Regions from separate parts of the Xenopus laevis genome. Here region 2 is linked to region 1. The links are chromatin contacts, called in public Hi-C maps. All regions are on one chromosome and are shown on one strand. Each heading gives the region's core, a stretch centred on a gene start, on an enhancer-like site or on the middle of the called end of the contact. The rest is flanking DNA. Distances are from core to core; before and after follow the strand shown. Region 1 has its middle 20 kb from the start of LOC108714438. Region 2 has its middle 80 kb from the start of nr5a2.L.

Region 1 (3,922 bases), core at 640-3,139:
TCTGATTTTAGGTCCACAAAGTATTGGTGTCTAGTCACAAATAGGCTTTTTATATAAAATGAACTTGTTCAGCTGGCCAGAATTAATTTAAGAATATTGTAAAAAACATTTTGCTTTCCTGCAGGCCTGCTCTGAACCAAAGCTCTTTTACCCCAAAAAACTTTATATATCTTAACTATTTTAGAGTATTCGGACGCAAAATCACAACATATCAACTTGTCTCTGTTGCTTCATAAAAACACAACATATAAGGTCTGGGAGGCATTTTGATTGGTCATTGATTCTTATTTCCAAGAATTGGAAGGGTTATAAGTAGCTCAGGGCTTCTAATTTTTGGTAAAAGCTGCTGATGTTAGGGTTAGTTTTCAGTGATCAAAACAAATGGAGTGCTAGGAACAAAACTGTCCACGGAGCACATTTTAATGCCCTTTTTGGTGCCACCATCTAAACTGCAGCAGATATACAATTCTTACACAGGTATGAGACCTGGTATCCAGAATGCTCTGGACCTGGGTTTTTTTGGGATAAGGGGTCTTTCCATACCTTAAGTCTGCTAAAATAACATTTAACTATGAATTAAACCCAACAGGATTGTTTTGTCTCAAATAAGAAGTATTTATATCTTAGTCAGGATTAGGTACAAGGTACTGTTTTATTATTATACAGAAAAGGGAATTCATTAAAATGTTGAATTCTTTGATTAAAACGGAGTCTATAGAAGACAGCATCCCCGTAATTTGAATCTTTCTGGATAATGGGTTTTCGGATAACAGATCCCATACCTGTACATATCATTGTCAGCAAAACAACACCTTGTGTACAATGCTAAATTAAATCAATACTGGTAAATCATTTGCAGTGTGGATAAATGGTACTTCAGTTATGCTGGCATTGCTGATGAATTAGGTACATTACATTGCGGTTCTAAAAATCTCTTTGCACAATAGGCTTTTAAATTAAGGCTATGCAAAATAAAAATAATCTATCTTTCTCTGTTATGGTTATTGGAAATACAGATGTAGAAATATTTGAATTCGTTGGGCGGTTAAGCAGATATGATCCTAACAGCAGGCTGAATATTTAGGCAATGCAAATGGAGATGAACATTTAAATCTTTATATTAAATTTCTTTTTAAAGTAGAGCTGATTTAGCCTTTTTTCATATGACACATGCATTAAATTTATACTTTATAAAGCATGATTTTGCATAAGATTCTCTTTTTCAGGAGGAAAAGCTATTATTTAAGGCGATTTGGGTGATCCTCCCATTTTTTAAGGATTCAGTAGATATGTTTGGAACCCCTAGCATAGTTTCTGGGATTCATCTTGGTTTTGTGCTCACAGCAGTAATGTTCTTCTTGGTTAGTTGTGAACACAGTGCTGTATGCAAAGTGCAAATTTTGCAAACCAATAACCACTATTTTTATCTATAATTCACCATTTCCCCCAGAATTACAGTTTAGTAGCAGACGCATACTAAATTGCATCCAATGCAACTTGTATATGCGTATTGCTGAAGTGGACTTCTGACACTGATGTTAATAAAGTATCTAGTTCTGTATACAGTTGGCTACTGACACAAACAGCTAAGGAAACCCTGTTATTTCCAGCTGGTCCAGACTATTGATAATTCCAGTTTGCTCTTGCATCAAACTTGCCCATAATTCATCAAACAGTCTGTGTAATGTATGGATGCAAGTAACTTAAAGAATAGAGTCAATGCATGCTCAGTTTTGTGTCTATTTGTGTGCCTCATTTATAGAAGAAGCATCCAATGATCATGCACAGCTTAAACTAAAAGTGTACAGTCAATTTAATTTGTCTATCCCCACCCCCCGGCCTCCTTTTGTCCTGAAGTAGTTAATTAAAAAAGTCCAGGTTGGCTAGCATGTCTGTTCTGTAGAATAGGTGGCTTTAGGGCAAATCCATCAAGCTCACCTAGAAGTCCTTTGATGAGCCAGCATTATGTAAAACTAACATGTAGCAGGATTCTGAAATAAAGGCAGAGCAGCAGAATTAATTGTTTTTAGAATTTTGAATCATTACTAGATATTTATTGGATTATATCCCCTGCATACGATTGTAAACAAATAAAATAAAAACACAGAATCTTCACTGTGATGAAAAACACTTTCAATTGCAAATGGAAAACATGTTTACTATAAATGTCCAGGGCATTTAAATATTCATTTATTTTTAATAGTCCAGTCTAGACATTTATGACATTAAAGATAATGCATTGCTCTTTGCATTGTATACTGGATATGTTATATTAGTATTGGAACTGTTTAAACTTCCTTTTGAAAACAATTTACCTGTTCTTAACCCCATCACCACCAGTGCAAACGACAGTATTTAATGCAATGTAATGGTCATATAGAATGTGGAGCCAGCCTGGTGCAGATAATTCTCTCTATTTATATATTATGTATACACACATACACACACACATTGAATTGATAAAGGACTTAACAAAAAGACCAAAACATAAGTTAATAACAGGGGTCCCCATCCTTTTTGACATTCAATTGTGAAAAGAGATGGGGAGCAACACAAGCATGAAAAAAGTTCCTAGGGGTGCTAAATTAGGGCTGTGATTGGCTATTAGGTAGCCTCCTGCCTACAGGAGGCTCTCTTTAGCAGTACACCAGGTTTTTTGCAACCAAAATTTGTCTCCAAACCAGGAAATAAGCTTGTAGGGCACTGGGAGCACCAGCTTTAACACCCAAATAGGCGGTACTTTTTGATATTTTAGTAATGTTGGAATGACTTTGTATATTGATGCCATTCTTTGCTAGTATTCTCCTGCTTATTAAATTGAACAGTGCTATTGTAGCTCTCCCTGGCTGTTCAGTGATTTATTTTAACTAAATGCAGAACAACATGGTCAAAATTAATGTTCCTACTCATGGTATGAAAAAACTGTAAATCTAAGACTTGAAAGAAGAAAAAAAATGTTAAATTGAAACTATCCTATTCAAATGTATGGCAAAATCTTGTTATGACTGCCCTTCATTTATATTTTCTCTCTTTCTCATGTCATCAACATTTTAATGCTCTCCTTCCTATTAGCTTCATTTGTCCCAACTTGGCTGAATTACTTTATATAGGACTGTAAATATATACTCTCGCTGCTTGACAGCAATTTATTGTGTTTATAAGAGGGGCCACTTAATAAATATCATTAAGTATACCTTTTCCCTAGAAGAAACAGGCTACTTAAACATGTCATGATCTTTTGTAAACTAGTCTTAGTAGAACAGAATTAGACTCACTCTAATAAAAAGTAACCCTTGTATAGACTGAAACTCGGAATCTGTCACTGCTAGAAGAAAACTTAGGTCTCTTTGAATCTCTTTCCCACAGCTTCCCGAGGGATGCAGTATGTGGTCTGATCAGAGCAATAATGAATCCTTGTGGTCTTTGCAGTTGGGGCTAGTAAAGATCAGAGTGGATCATTAATGAGGACCACCAAGAGAGCTTTAAACCTTCTTCACAGATCAAAGTTGATGTGCTTTGCTGAAGATCAGCATCATATTAAGATAAACCTGCTGTGTGCATTTAGCATCATTGAGCTGTAATGAAGATGGATCTTTATAACGTGAAAATCAAATTATACAGTATTACAGTCCTAGTATCTTTAACCATGAATATTTTCCTTTATGTTTTAAACAATTTATTAACAATAAATACAAATATTATAAGGTTTATGTGAATGGATGCTGTGCCATTTAAGCAGGTAGCACTTTGATGAATCTTCCTGATCATCTCCTTCACATTAGGGGCAGGACACACAGGCAGATTCAGGGAGATTAGTCGCCCAGCAACAAAATCTCCTCTTCTTCGAGGCTACTAATCTCCCCGAACTGCCTTCCACCTGCTATAATCGAAATCGCCGTTGGGAAGGCACTCGGAGCAATTT
Region 2 (3,922 bases), core at 763-3,262, 170 kb before region 1:
ATTAAACAAACCATTGTTAGGCTTACTGTATATGGTGTTTGCCCTGTGGAAGGATATATATAGATATATAAAATTATGCTTAAACAAGTCTTGGATTTACAAGTACAGGTGCACAGGCACTGCACACTTTTATATCCAAGTTAAACCGAGTTATTTAAAGTCAAAGTAAAAGTTATTGCAGAACTCATAAATGCAATTTGTAAATTATTGGTGGGAGTGTTGGCATTCCAGAATGCATCCACCTATTGTGAGAATGAAACTAGACCTATATCAGTGCTTGCCAAGCGGGCAGGGTCACTTAACTTACAACTAAAACAGATGTTCAGAAATCTTCCCTAACACAATAAAGAAATACATGGCTTATGGTAAGTACTTACTTTATATTTATGTATGCATTGTATTGCAAAAATTCTGTTGTTATATGAAACCTGTGTTTTCCTCATGTTCCTTTTGCCTCTGCCAAAAATACTGCCTCTAGTTACCAACCCTAAACTATGCAGTTCTTATGTAACTGCATGGGATATCATGTAAAGATACTTAAAAGAGAACTAAACCCAAAAAATGAATGTGGCTAAAAATGCCATATTTTATATAATGACCTTATTGCACCAGCCTAAAGTGTCAGCTTGTCAATAGCAGCAATAATCCAGGACTTCAAACTTGTCACAGGGGGTCACCATCTTGGAAAGTGTCTGCGACACTCAGTGTGCTCAGTGGCCTCTGAGCAGCTTTTGAGAAGCTAAGCTTAGGGGTCATTGCAAATTATCGAGCAGAAAATGAGGTTTGTCTGAAATATAAGCTGATGCTACAAGACTGATTATTAAATTCTGATGCTAGTTGCACTGGTGTCTGAGCTGCCATGTAGTAATTATACTGTATTGTAACATTTCAATTCTATGTGTACTGAGTATGTGCACTCGATAGTAAAAATCCAGGTCCCACTGGGCCACATTCAGTTACATTTAGCAGGAGATACAACAGCCTGTCAAAAAGCAGTTCCATCCTAAAGTGCTGACTCTTTCTGAAAGCACATGACCAGGCAAAATGACCTGAGGTGGCTGCTTACACAACAATATTACGACAAAAAAAATACACTTGTTGGTTCAGGAATCAAATTTTATGGATGCACCGAATCCAGGATTCGGTTCGGGATTCGGCCAGGATTCGGGCTTTTTCTGCAAGATTCAAATTCGGCCGAATCTTTCTGCCTGGCCATATGCAAATTAAGGGCAGGAGGGAAAGTGCGTGACTTTTTGTCACAAAACAAGGAAGTAAAAAATGTTTTCCCCTTCCCACCCCTAATTTGCATATGCATATTAGGATTCGGTTTGGTATTCGGCCGAATCTTTCACGAAGGATTCGGGGGTTGGGCCGAATCCAAAATAGTGGATTTGGTGCATCCCTAAACATTTTATATGGCAGAGTGAATTATTTGCAGTGTAAACAGTTTAATTTAGAAATAAATCATGACAGATCATGACGGAATCCCTTTAAGGTATTTCTCCCAATATTTGAATACTAACAATGCAGGCAATGCCTCAGTCCACTTGGCCATACCCAGTTACTCCAGAAGCTCCACCTTTTTTCCCAATAAGCCCCCACCTCTCAGGTGGTACAAATAGGAAATGACTAACAAATGTTTTAATATCTGAACCCCTTAAAATAAAACTTTGCTAAGAATTTCCTTACTTTGCTATTATCCTATTTAGCTCAAGGGAAAAGTCAGAAACATGGAAATATCATATTTCACTGCAATTTATAAAGGTAAATAAATGTGGTGTGAATAAATACCTAAAAGAATCTACATTTTCTTGCAAAGTGTTTGTTCTCACATACTTGAATGGGAGATGTTTCCGCCAAGATTTCCTTACTGAAAGTGCAAAAACAACCCCCTACTGTTATAAGTACGGTAAATACACAAAACACTCCAGGCGCTTGGTGACTAGCCAAGAGGATGCAGCATGTCCTTACAAACTCCCTGCGGTCCCCAGAGTTGGTTAGTCGCTGCATGTCTGCTCTGTATATATATCAGCAGTCTGTATACACACAATGGGATGCCCAGCTGAGTTCCACACGCTACCAGGATTGTTCTCCGGGAGGGAAAAGCTCTTAATAATCAACAGGGTCTGCAGAGTTTACTCAGTGTCACAGCTGTGGGATACTGATATTATAGCACTCTGGGGGTTCAGCTGCCAAGATTTACAGTATAAGAGTTGTAAGGATCACCTGCAAAGACACATAACCAAAAGCAATGGTAAAGGAATGGCCTTCTGCTCTTGCCAGGACTCAAGTCTACGACACTGTTGTGCACCGTGGCACCCTACAGCAGACATTTGCTTTCTTTAGTCCAGTTGCATTAGATCAGTCAAACTAACTGGTTGCTATGGGTTAATCAACTGACACAACACTGCCCCTTGGGTAGTGACTGATTGATCTGCCTTTGAAGTGGGCACAGCTGTGTCAGAGGCATTTTCTGTTTCCTCTCTGACTCTGTTGCCTTTTCTTGGCACAGTACTATAACCCTGTTTATTGCCTGCCTCTGAATTTGGAATACTCGCTGCAAATCGGTTACCCAATATAATGAATAACATCAGTGTTGAAGCATGAAGAACCACCTTGCAATCCAGATATGTATGGTTTCCGAAGCATTAATCAGACAATTGCCCAATAAAGGTTATGACTTAGGGTAGTGGCACATGGGGAAATCTCCTGAACCCGCCTCTTCACTGGAATTAATTGATATTGCTGGAAGTATGACCAACATATCCCTAAATCGGCCAAAGTTTCCTCCAGAGGCAACTTCAGGCAATTTAGCGATAAGTTGGGCATTCAATTGTTGGCAATGGAGAGGCATTTTCAGGAGATTTGTTGCGCTTAAAAAATCGCGGGCAGCAAATCTTCCTGTGTTCAACTGCCCTGAACTGTACACTATCAAAAAATCTGCGTTGCATGGTGTACTAATTTCTACACCTCCAGTAGGAATGTTGAATGGAACCAATGCGTATAAAAGCTTTATGAAATATTCAGCATTAGTTGTAGCCTTCTGCCCTCAGTTCCACTAGTACTTTAAGAACTACATTTATGTTGTTTGTAGCTTTTATTTGCTTCGCCTTAGTAAAGGTGGCTATGCACAGGCAGATTGGACTTCTTTAGAGGGAGCAGCTTATATGTCCATGTATGTGGCCATTAAGCAGCCTGCCTGACTAATATCTTGTAGAAAAACAGGCAGATTTTGACCTAGCAGGTTTCAAAATCCTGCAGGGGCACAGACTGGGACAACTAATTGATGCGATTCTCGTCCTTGGATCTTTTAATGTATGGCCAGCTTTAAAGGAATTCTGCCATGGGAAAACATGTTTTTTACAAAATGTGTCAGTTAATAGTGTTTCTTCAGCAGAATTCTGCATTGGAATCAATTTTACAAATGAGCAAACATATTTTTTTATATTTAATTTTGAAATCTAATATAGGGCTATACGTGTTGTTAGTTTCCCAGGTGCCCTCAGCCATGTGGCCTGTGCTCTGATAAACTTCAGTAAGTCTTTACTGCTGCTCTGCAACTTGGAGTAATATCAATCCCCTCCCTTTCCCCTCAGCATCCCATTATCAGAACAATGGGAAGGTAACCAGACAACAGCTCCCTGATACCTGCATTGTTAAAATGCTCCTGTACTCAACCTAGTGGTAGATATGATAACAGCAGTCAATAGTAAAAATCCAAGTCCGACCCACCAAAGTTGTGACTTCTCCAGTTACATTGAGTAGGAGAAACAATAGCTTATCTGAAACTAGTTGCACTGTGACATGCTGGCTCTTTCTGAAAGCACACAACAATCACAATGACCATAGATGGCTGCATACTCACCAATATTACAACTAAAAAAATATATACTTCAGGAATAAAATTGTATATTGTAGAATA

Evidence for each region. Hi-C and Micro-C count contacts between places; a contact is called where the count stands out from the background.
Region 2: a Hi-C map of the XL177 cell line shows a contact between it and region 1, with 2.8 times the contacts expected there. The contact joins two enhancer-like sites. A contact is called at or near these places in 2 of 4 Hi-C or Micro-C datasets (the XL177 cell line and the XTC cell line).

Annotation. Positions count from the first base shown.
Region 1 is chr4L:108,270,033-108,273,954 of Xenopus_laevis_v10.1, reverse strand. No RefSeq gene overlaps it. Among protein-coding and RNA genes, the nearest start is that of LOC108714438, 20 kb to the right of the region's middle. Within about 2 kb of position 1,889, at least 1 of the 7 cell types and tissues checked has an H3K27ac peak or open chromatin away from gene starts, as enhancers often do.
Region 2 is chr4L:108,438,066-108,441,987 of Xenopus_laevis_v10.1, reverse strand. No RefSeq gene overlaps it. Among protein-coding and RNA genes, the nearest start is that of nr5a2.L, 80 kb to the right of the region's middle. Within about 2 kb of position 2,012, at least 2 of the 7 cell types and tissues checked have an H3K27ac peak or open chromatin away from gene starts, as enhancers often do.